2 separate regions of the Nothobranchius furzeri genome follow, and region 2 is linked to region 1. A link is a contact called in public Micro-C data. All regions are on one chromosome and are shown on one strand. The core of a region is the stretch at or near the end of the contact, and the rest is flanking DNA. Distances in the headings are between cores, read along the strand shown. Region 1 holds the start of spast (spastin). Region 2 overlaps vit (vitrin).

Region 1 (5,266 bases), core at 607-3,106:
CAAATGGAATAACTAAATGTTTGGTGGGTTCAAAAATAGAAAAGGCTTCCTGTTTATGAACTGGGGGAAGGGGTACAACATGAAACTCCAGTTTTCTGCCCAGCCCAACCCAGTCCTTTGTTTCATGGCTGAGAACATTTCACAGTTAAGGAAGTCGCAGTGAGAAACCAAAACGATCACAACAATTAAAACAGCTTAAGCTGGTTTAGCTTTGGTTGTTTTCTGGAGTTGTCGAGTTAGCGTGTAGGCCAGGGAGGTCTAATATTAGCCAAGTTAGCTCTGAATAGCTATAGCCTGTAACAAATTTGTCCAACAAAATCCCGCTTTATTTTATTCTTTTGCGGCATGATCAACAATAAATGACCACAAAACACACATGTTCCTCGTGGGATGACACAGAACAGGCTGTCAGAAGCTGGTAAATGTTAGCTAACCGGCTTTTATTTGAATCATCTAGATTAGCATGACATCGTCGGCTTTAACAGCCTCCTCGGGCAATATACGAAGAGAAACGTTATAAACCCAACGATGTTTAAAGTTTTACTAAATAAAGCGACAGACAAAACCAACGAGGCATGCTGACATACAAAGGAAAATAAAAAACAACAACAGCTAGCGCTCGGTGTGCTAACGCAAAGTGCCGACAGTTACCCGAAGCGGAGTACCAGCTCCCGGCGTGACTTGCTTCTCTGCACACCACTCGATTTGACATCTTGGTTCCCAAGCCGCCTATCTTGATTTCCTTAACTTCTTTATAGCAAAATAAAAATAAAACAGAACTGCAAAAACCCTGCGTTAGCTAGCTGACAGATGAAATAACGCCTGCTAGCTACCTTGCTCGAATAGACAAAGGGCAGTCCGGCTGTCGAGACAGCTGGGATAGCAAGCTCACTGTACTGGCCCCTGTGTTGTTATATTAATGTCGATGGTTGTTACCGGTTAATAAGTGAAGTTAGTTTGTTCGGCAATCTGGCGATATAACTCCTTATAGGCACAAATAAAACAGTATTGCGCCGACAACAAACACTAGCTAGCCCAATATAAAACCTTTAAACTGTCACAGTAGGTATTTGAGGATTACTGAGACTTCTTTTGCTAGCCAGGTAGAAGGGGCGCGGCTAAAACTGTTGTCGAAGTGATGTCACGTCTTATGATTGGTGAATTGATTTTGTAGGGAAACATCATTGGTGGGAATTGGAAAGGGGCGGAAACAAGTCCAGAATGGTTGTTTGGTTACAAAACGTTGGGCCGTCAAGTGAGCTGTGGTGAGCACACATGGCAGAAAATGAATCATACAAGCTTAACGTTATGGTTGAAACCAAAACAATTAAGAATCTAGATGCTATCAATAACAGCTGTCGACACGTTTGTAATGCATCATTATAATGTCTAAAGGTTTTTCTCAAATTTCTTTCATGAATTGTCATTTGAGTTCAAAATCTTTTCTGATTTCTTCTGAGTTGAAAATAGCAGTCATTGTTTTGAATGACATGTGAATTCGTGAAAATTAAAAAGAACATTATGTACAAGTCAAGGAAAAATAACGATATATAACGATATATATAGTGAATATATATAGTGAAACTATTATTATTATTATAAATATGGTTAAATGTTTCTAGTAATTACTTTACAAATTGGTGTTCTATAATCACACAAAAATGGGTAAAATGGTAACGAAATCGGTGGAAAAGCAGGCGGAAACCTGTTTTTTGCAACAAATATTATTTATTATATTTTTATTTTAAAATTTGGTTAGAAATTTTGACTGTAAAAATGGAAAACGACACAAGACAATGTTTCTCCACTACGGCAGGGGGCGCTAGGAGTTTACACCAAAGAGAAGATGCGGAAGCGGGCGGAGTCTGTTGTTTGTGTACAAGGGAAAGCGGAAGTTAGCGGTAGCTGCTTGCATGGACTCTAAAAACAAAAGAATATCACAGTGAAGGGTTAGTTTACTAAACATATACCGATGTTTCGCCACCTTCGCATGTTTTTTAAATGCTAAATGTATATTTCCCTTCTTAGAGAATTTGTAACAACCGCGATTAGGGAGGAAGTAACGCATCAGTAATGTCGGCTAAAATAAACGCAACTAATAGCAGCGGAGAACTTATTAAAAACTATCATAAACAGGCGTTTGAGTATATTTCGAAGGCACTGAGGATCGACGAGGATGATTCAGGTTGGTTTATTTGTTTGAGTATCGATCAGCGGATGTTTTGTGTGACAGTTTGTTATAAACGCCATCATGTGATAATAGTGGCTAAGGGAGAAGCTGTGCAGTGGTACAAGAAAGGAATCGCTGAGCTTGAAAAGGGTATCGCCATAGAGATTACTGGAACAGGTAGAAACGTTAACACTCCTCTGTTCCGTGATGTTTTGTGTTAGGAACATTTAGCCATGAATTCTGTGTTGTTTTGTCAGATGATCGATCAAAGAGGCTGCAAGATAAAATGGTTACCAATCTCACCATGGCGAAAGACAGGCTTGCTTTGTTAGGTAGGTGTCATTTGAGCTGACTAACACCCTGCTGGCATCAAAGCTAAATAACCTATTTTCCTGTTCTTTCCTCACAGAGGCCACATTGGCATCTAAAAGCAAAAACAATCCTCTGTCTGGCTCAAGCCTCCCTAAGCCTAAAAGCCAGCCTTCAGCTTCAGGGTTGTCCACTAACTTTAGGCCCTCCACTGCTGCCAGACCATCACCAAGACCTGCTGATGCAAAGGTGTTTTGATTCTTCACCATGTAAAGTGTAATCACGTGATACTGAAGGGTTCACGTTGTGTAATGATTTCTGCTTAAATCAATTCAGGTGAACCCCAGGATGGGAAAAGTCCCAAATGGAAGACCTGTGAAGCAACCCCCAAAGAGGGACATGAAACACTTCAAAAATGTGGACAGCAAGCTGGCCAGCTTGATTCTTAATGAAATAGTTGACAGGTATTCATAACAAGATAATAATGCTTTTGCAATCTGCAAAATACAGAATTAAATAAAGATGCTACATTTAAAATGTGCTCGGCAGGGGAGCGTCTGTATCTTTTGAAGACATTGCTGGACAAGATCTAGCTAAACAAGCACTCCAAGAAATTGTGATCCTTCCTTCCTTAAGACCGGAGGTTACGAGCTTTACTATATTTCTGTCTTCATAAAGCATCTGTGCTTTAAGTGTTTAACCTGACACCATCTCCTATGGTCTGTTTAGCTGTTTACAGGTCTGAGAGCACCTGCACGTGGTTTGCTTTTATTTGGCCCACCTGGAAATGGAAAAACCATGCTGGTATGTAGCGCATCCATTTTAACACAACAACCTTGATTGCTTGTATGCATGTATCACCATCCTGCTGTTATTAGCTGAATTACAGATGCTATTCCTCCTTTCCAGGCCAAAGCAGTCGCTGCAGAGTCTAATGCTACTTTTTTCAACATTAGTGCAGCTAGTTTGACATCTAAATATGTGAGTAGATTTATAAATTGCTTACTTTTCTGCAGCCACACTGTAATCTGTGGTGTTTTCAAATGTTTCTTATCACTGTCACAGGTAGGAGAGGGCGAGAAGCTTGTACGAGCTCTCTTTGCAGTTGCAAGAGAACTGCAGCCTTCAGTCATCTTTATTGGTCCGTAGTACTGTCTTCCACAGTTTAACTTTGACATCTTGGTTCATAAATTAACCTTTTAATATCACTTTTAATTCTTAGACGAAGTGGACAGCTTACTCTGTGAGAGGAGGGAGGGGGAACACGATGCCTCTCGTCGCTTAAAGACAGAGTTCCTCATCGAATTTGATGGGGTAAGAGTGTCAGGAATTTATTCTTGAACACCTGAGAACACACCGGTGTCATTTTCACATCTGCCTTTCTGGATTTCAGGTGCAGTCAGGAGGGGATGACAGGGTTCTGGTCATGGGAGCAACTAACAGGCCTCAGGAGCTTGATGAAGCAGTCCTAAGGTAAGCAGTGCAGCCATACGTGATTGTTTTATGTTTGATTTAAAAATATGTCACTGCTACTGATAAATGTTTATCTGACAGGCGCTTTGCAAAAAGGGTGTATGTCGCTCTGCCAGATGAGAAGGTAATTATCACCCATGCATGTTTTTTTTTTTTTTGTTTTGTTGCAAGATGCTTTTTGTTTCCTTTTTAAAAGAAGTTTTCTAACTCTTTAGACGAGACTCACTCTGATGACAAACCTTTTGGGCAAACACGGGAATCCACTGAGCTCGAGCGAGCTGTCTTGCCTCGCAAAGTGAGTGTCCTGCTGCTGTTACAATGCTTCATGTGTTCGTAGAGGCAGTAGAAACCCACATGACAGCATAAAAATATGCTAAAAGTTAGATTTGTATGTATGTCCCCTTTAAGCTGATATAAATAAAATGTTGTTAACTGACAGAGCGACTGCAGGATATTCAGGAAGCGACCTGACGTCATTGGCCAAAGATGCAGCTCTTGGTCCTATTAGAGGTAGGACTGATTAATCAATTAATTTCTGGCAACATTTTTACATTTTTAATGGGAAAACCAATGAATTTTATGTGAACTTGATCTCTTTCAGAGCTGGGACCAAACCAAGTCCGCAACATGTCAGCCAGTGAGGTGAGAAGAAGGAAAACCATCAGATTGGCTTTTGTAATTACACAGTATTAAATATGTGTAATTACACAGTATTAAATATGTGTAATTACACAGTATTAAATATGTGTAATTACACAGTATTAAATATGTATTCATTCACTTTTGTTTTCTATGTTCTCAGATGCGTAACATCAAGATGAAAGACTTTGAGGATTCCCTGAAGCGCATTAAGCCCACCGTTAGTCCCTCTACTCTAAATATGTATAGCAAATGGAACAAAGATTTCGGCGATACGACAGCTTTTTGAACTTTGCTTTTTACTTGAAAAATAAAATAAAATAAACGTTTCTTTAGTTAAACTGAGTGAAACTATCAAAGCACTTCTCTTTTTGTTGGGTGTGGCTATATTATATGAAAAAAATGTGACATTTGGGATTATTATAGGAAAATTTCCTGTTTTATGGAAAGGTTTTCCTTTGTCAGTTCTTACAAACAAATGTAATCGCACTCCTTATTCGTCTTCTTGCTCTGTAAAAATCTGTTATTTATTCTTTAAAAAATGCAAGTTCTGCAAATTTGAATGAATTTCCATTATTTCTCTAAATGGAGAATAAAAGTACATTTATACACAACACTGCTCATTTTTACATGAATCCCAGTATTCCTCACATACAGTAAGTTGACATGTTGATG
Region 2 (4,951 bases), core at 1,960-4,459, 77 kb after region 1:
AAATCAGGTGTGTTGAAGCAGGGTTAAAACCTAAACTTGCTGGATACCGGCCTTCGAAGTCCGCAAATGAATAGCCTGGCCTTAACCATGGACCACCACGCATCAGCTGACTCGCCGAAGACGCTGTTGAGCACGTTTTGTTGGATTGGGCGGAGTTTCACTGAAACCATTTTATTTCCAGGTATAAGCTCAGGCTGATGAAAATAACTCAGTTTTACGATAAACGACATCTCAAAAGTGCCAGCGGTAATACTTTATCATATACAGAGCCTACCTTTGTTCTCAAAGGTTTAAAATAGCACGACATGGAACCTTTAATAAAAGAAATCATCATTTTGTATTTACTCAGGTCTTTGTTACGTGACAGCAAAATTTGTTCGCTGATCTGAGAAGAAATTATTTTGTCATTAGTAACTCTGAGTGTCGCTAACTGCTTCTGCTTTCTAATTGTGTGAAATTCAATAAACACGGTAACTCATATTTAGGGTAAACTGGGTTCCTGCTGAATAGTATTTAGATTTATTTGCTAGCTGCGTGGTAGCACTCCTCTAACGCTGAGCTTTTCTAACATCTGTGCAGTGGAGCCAGTGGACGCCTGGAAGCCAGAAGCAAACCCGTATGAATCAGGTAACGGGAATCTCGCCGATCCTTGTTTTCCTCCTCTTTGCCAGTAAGTTCTGACTGTAAGTACAATCCAAACCGAAGCTATCCAGGGAAAACACTCGGGGTTTGGCTCAACCTTTAATTGAAGAGAGTCAAATGGCCCGCTCGCTCAAAGTGTGTTAGTAACAACAAGTCCTGATCAGCAGCGCTGAAGAGTAGCCACCTGCAAACGCAACAAAAACGCTTTCAAGTTAGCAACAGCAGACGTTTGGGTCCTCTCCGTTTTGGGAGGATAAAGGATAATTGATGTTATTCAGGAGTGAAGGAACAAAAATAGCTGAATGAGATCAAGATATCTGCTGTTTTTCAAAGCAAATCATTGCATCAGCATCACTCGCTTTGGATTCTGTTTTCCTGTATTTGAGGTTTTAGTCTGAGGGAACCAGAACCGGTACCAAGAGCCCCAGAACCTGCGTCACAAGGAGATCCAAGTAAGTTTGGCTTTTTACAGAATTTAGATAATCTCTTAAACTGTTTCTATTAACCCTCCTACTGTCCTAATGGGTGTGGCCCCGCGAGGAAAGTTGACCATTGAGCAGGGTTGATGGTTTATCCCTTAGGTCCATGTGACAGTTGTGAGGAGTGAGCACCTCCTCCCCCATGCCATGTGGACCTCAAGGGATAAACCATCAACCCTGCTCAATGGTCAATTTTCCTCGCGGGGCCACCCGTAAAGACAGTGGGAGGGTTAATATGGGGTGGATCCAATTACTGTATGCTTACTAGGGAGGGCTTGCATTTTAGGTAAGACATTTGAAAAGCTTCTGAAGTCGTTTTGACCCTGGCAGGTCCCCATGTCGGTGCCCAGATCATGGAATAGATGGATTTTGTGTTTCTATCAGATTTATTTATATTGCACCTTCTACCACCTTAGCAGAGACCCAAGGTGCTGATCAGCTCATAAAAACAAGGATAAAAACATCATAGTAGGTGAAGAGAATAAAAATAGTAGCAAAGTACAAGTGAAAGCAACTAAAACCCATGCAGTACAATAAATAAAATACAAAAGCAGTGTCATGGGTGTTGGGGGAAAGCTAACAGATACAAGTGAGTTTTCAGGCGAGACTTAAACTCCTGAAGGGAAAGAGCTTGCTTCACTGCCGGAGGCAGCTCGTTCCAAAGGGCTGGAGCCATTACCGAGAAGGCCCGGTCCCTCTAGGTCTCAGTTAGAGCAGAGGACTTCCAGCAACTCCTGCTCAGCAGAGCGAAGGGCCCTAGCGGAGACACACCGCTGTAACAGTGCAGCCAGACATGGGGGAGCACTGCCCTGCAGCACCCTGAAGACACGGAGGAGGATCTTAAATTTTGCCCAGTAAAACACTGGGAGCCCGTGAAGAGAAGCCAACGCTGGGGTAATGTGGTCCTTCCTTCTTGTCCCAGTCACAAATCTGGCAGCAGAGTGTTGGACCAGCCGGATCCGTGCAGCTGCAGCCTGACTCGGAGCAGCACACAACCCAGTACGGCAGTAGGACATGATAAAAGCGTGTAGTACTGTTTCCAGATGTGCTCTTGATAGCCGTCTCACAGTAAAAAAGCGTGCCTGGACAACCACGTTGATTTGTGCATCGAATTTAAGGGCCGCATCAGTTTTCACCCCTAAATTAGTGACCACGTTCTTCTCATCTTGTGCCAAGGAAGCGAGCTCCGTCTCGCCGCCTGCTCCAGCTGTTTCTGTGCTTCATACATGCAGAAATGTGTTTTGACCCCAGATTGTAAGGTGGACCTTGCCTTCCTAATGGACGGGAGCTGGAGCATCGGGAAGCGTCGTTTCAAAATCCAGAAAGACTTCCTCAGCGAGGTGGCGCAGGTCATCAACGTGGGTGTTGCTGGACCCATGATGGGCATCATCCAGTATGGGTAAGGTCGTCTTCTATTCGTCTCGTTGTTTACAGATTTGATATAAGACAAGATGTTGTTGCTCTGCTCAAAGTGACGACCCCGTGACGGAGTTCAGTCTGAGGACTCACTCCAGCTCCAGGGAAGTGAAGTCAGCCATCGATAAGATCTCTCAGAAGGGAGGCCTCTCCAACGTGGGTGAGTGACCTGCTGTGGGTGTGAAAGTAAAAATAAGTGGGGTGCAATTATCACAGGCTTTACTGCCCGGGCACATTTTCACATGCAAGGATAGAATTAAGTCTAAACTTGCCAGGATCTAAATGATAGCTGTGCTTCTAGTGAGCCACGCTCTTCTGCTCTGACCAGCCGCGGGTGCTGTTCACCAGCCCGCGGGGGTCGGCTCTCCACAGGCAGACTGGTGTTTTTCTGCTTCCATTGGTGCGTCAGCATTCGTGAATTGCCTCTCGGTTTTTATGAGCTGCTAAATTTTGTAGAACTAGTGTGTGTGTGTGTGTGGTTTCCCGTAAGTGCTGCTTACAGTTTGGGCCACAACAGAGCCTCCTGTATCACTGTTGGGACTGTCAGCAGATCTGAATAACAGGACAGATGTGTGTCCGAGACAGGCTGCTATAAAAAGCTTTTGTATGCCGTGTGTGGGTTTTTCTCTATCCTTGGCGCGTTCTCAATCACAGACTTGTGCGTCGATTGATCATCATTCTGTCGCCCCCTGGTGTTCCAACAGGAAAAGCCCTCTCCTACATTAACAAGCAGTACTTCAGTGATGCAAACGGGAACCGGGGAGGAGCCCCCAACGTGGCTGTGGTCCTAGTGGATGGCTGGCCCACGGACAAAGTGGAGGAGGCCTCTCGGCTCGCCCGGGAATCGGGAATCAACATCTTCTTTGTCACCATCGAGGGTCCTGATGACAGCGAAAAGCAAAACCTGGTCGAAGCCAACTTTGTGGACAAGGTGGAATAATGTCCATGAAGTGTCTGATCCCAGGTTAAAGCATGTCTGAAACGGGCTGATTTATCCCTGCAGGCTGTGTGTCGGACAAACGGCTTCTACTCCCTCCCTGTGAACAGCTGGTTCGCCCTGAGGAAGGCCGTGCAGCCCCTGGTGAAACGAGTGTGCGACACAGATCGCCTGGTGTGCAGCAAGACCTGCCTCAACGCCAACGACATCGCCTTCGTCATTGATGGCTCTAGCAGTGTGGGGACCGGCAACTTCCGCACGGTGCTCCAGTTTGTGGCCAACGTCACGAGGGAGTTTGAGATCTCAGACACGGATACGCGGGTCGGAGCCATTCAGTACACCTACGAACAGAGGCTGGAGTTCGCCTTCGGGCAGTACAACAACAAGGCCGAGCTGCTGAATGCCATCAAGCGCATCAACTACTGGAGCGGCGGTACCAGCACCGGTGCTGCCATCACTTACGCAGCAGAGCAGCTCTTCAGCAAGTCTAAACCCAACAAACGCAAAATCATGATCGTCATTACTGACGGGCGCTCTTATGATGATGTCAGGGTGCCCGCAGAAGCTGTCCAACGTCAAGGTGAGAGGTCACCCGTGGCAGCCTGAAATGTGGCAGCCTCGAGTCACCACAGTGGGTACCACGGTTCTTCTGGGTTAGCCACCAGACGTCAGACCTGCCACAAGACTTTAGTCCACATTAAAGTGTCAGACATTGGTTTGAGTGACATCCTTTTGTCCCCCCCCCCCTCCCCTTCTCCCTTCCCCATCTAGGTGTGATTGCTTACTCCATCGGCATCGCCTGGGCCGCCCAGGATGAGCTGGAGTACATCGCCACAGACCCTGACAAGGAGCACTCCTTCTTTGTGGACGAGTTCGACAACCTCTACAAGTTTGTTCCCAAGATCATCCACAACATCTGCCAGGAGTTCAACTCCCAGCCCAGAAACTGAGGAGCTGCTGTTGGAGGAAACGTGTCGGACGTGGGCCGTCTCAGCAGAACAGCGTTTGTAAATCTACTCCGCTTGCCCACGCGGTGTCGCGGGCTTCGACTACAGTGCCGTACGTTTGAGGAGGAATTTAGGAGGGTGTTTTTAAAATATGTCTGCATTAAATCCCCTCTTAAAAAAACTTGCAAAAAACAGCAAAGAGCATAAAAATGAAGTGTGGTACTGGTTTTCTAAACCGATGCTTTCTAAATAATTCCCCCCAGGCTGTGTTCAACCTCAGTGTTTGAGCTTTCTGCACACCTGGGCTGAGATGTCATCATTCACTGTTTTTATGTTAAAGCAAAGACACCAAAAACACACGATAACCATGTGATGCCCGCAGAGAGATGTGGGTTTAAATCTTCATAAAGATCTTTTTTTGTATACTCTGAGGAGGAAAGGCTCTCTGCAGCTGGTGCTTTTTGATCTTAAATGAGGAAAGTTGTTGAAGTTTAACTCACAGACTGGTGCTGGAATCGCTGTTGATTTTT

What was found. Hi-C and Micro-C count contacts between places; a contact is called where the count stands out from the background.
Region 2: a Micro-C map of tail fin shows a contact between it and region 1, with 3 times the contacts expected there. The contact joins the enhancer-like site here to the promoter of spast in region 1. A contact is called at or near these places in 2 of 2 Hi-C or Micro-C datasets (skeletal muscle and tail fin).

Annotation. Positions count from the first base shown.
Region 1 is chr12:1,588,025-1,593,290 of NfurGRZ-RIMD1, forward strand. spast (spastin) reads left to right here and starts at 1,857. Exons shown (of 16, transcript XM_015943989.3): 1 at 1,857-2,185; 2 at 2,264-2,347; 3 at 2,428-2,502; 4 at 2,580-2,728; 5 at 2,816-2,943; 6 at 3,029-3,122; 7 at 3,209-3,283; 8 at 3,389-3,460; 9 at 3,545-3,620; 10 at 3,702-3,793; 11 at 3,873-3,952; 12 at 4,034-4,076; 13 at 4,168-4,247; 14 at 4,392-4,462; 2 more. The coding sequence starts at 2,074. The coding sequence ends at 4,880. It overlaps memo1 (mediator of cell motility 1), which reads right to left and starts at 1,214. Exons shown (of 9, transcript XM_015943990.3): 1 at 652-1,214. The coding sequence starts at 712.
Region 2 is chr12:1,663,857-1,668,807 of NfurGRZ-RIMD1, forward strand. It overlaps vit (vitrin), which reads left to right. Exons shown (of 20, transcript XM_015943982.3): 14 at 580-627; 15 at 1,029-1,094; 16 at 2,373-2,520; 17 at 2,594-2,697; 18 at 3,242-3,468; 19 at 3,541-4,054; 20 at 4,246-4,649. The coding sequence ends at 4,424. Among protein-coding and RNA genes, the nearest start is that of vit, 29 kb to the left of the region's middle. Within about 2 kb of position 3,210, at least 1 of the 3 cell types and tissues checked has an H3K27ac peak or open chromatin away from gene starts, as enhancers often do. A contact at or near this core is called in tail fin, where this site is marked.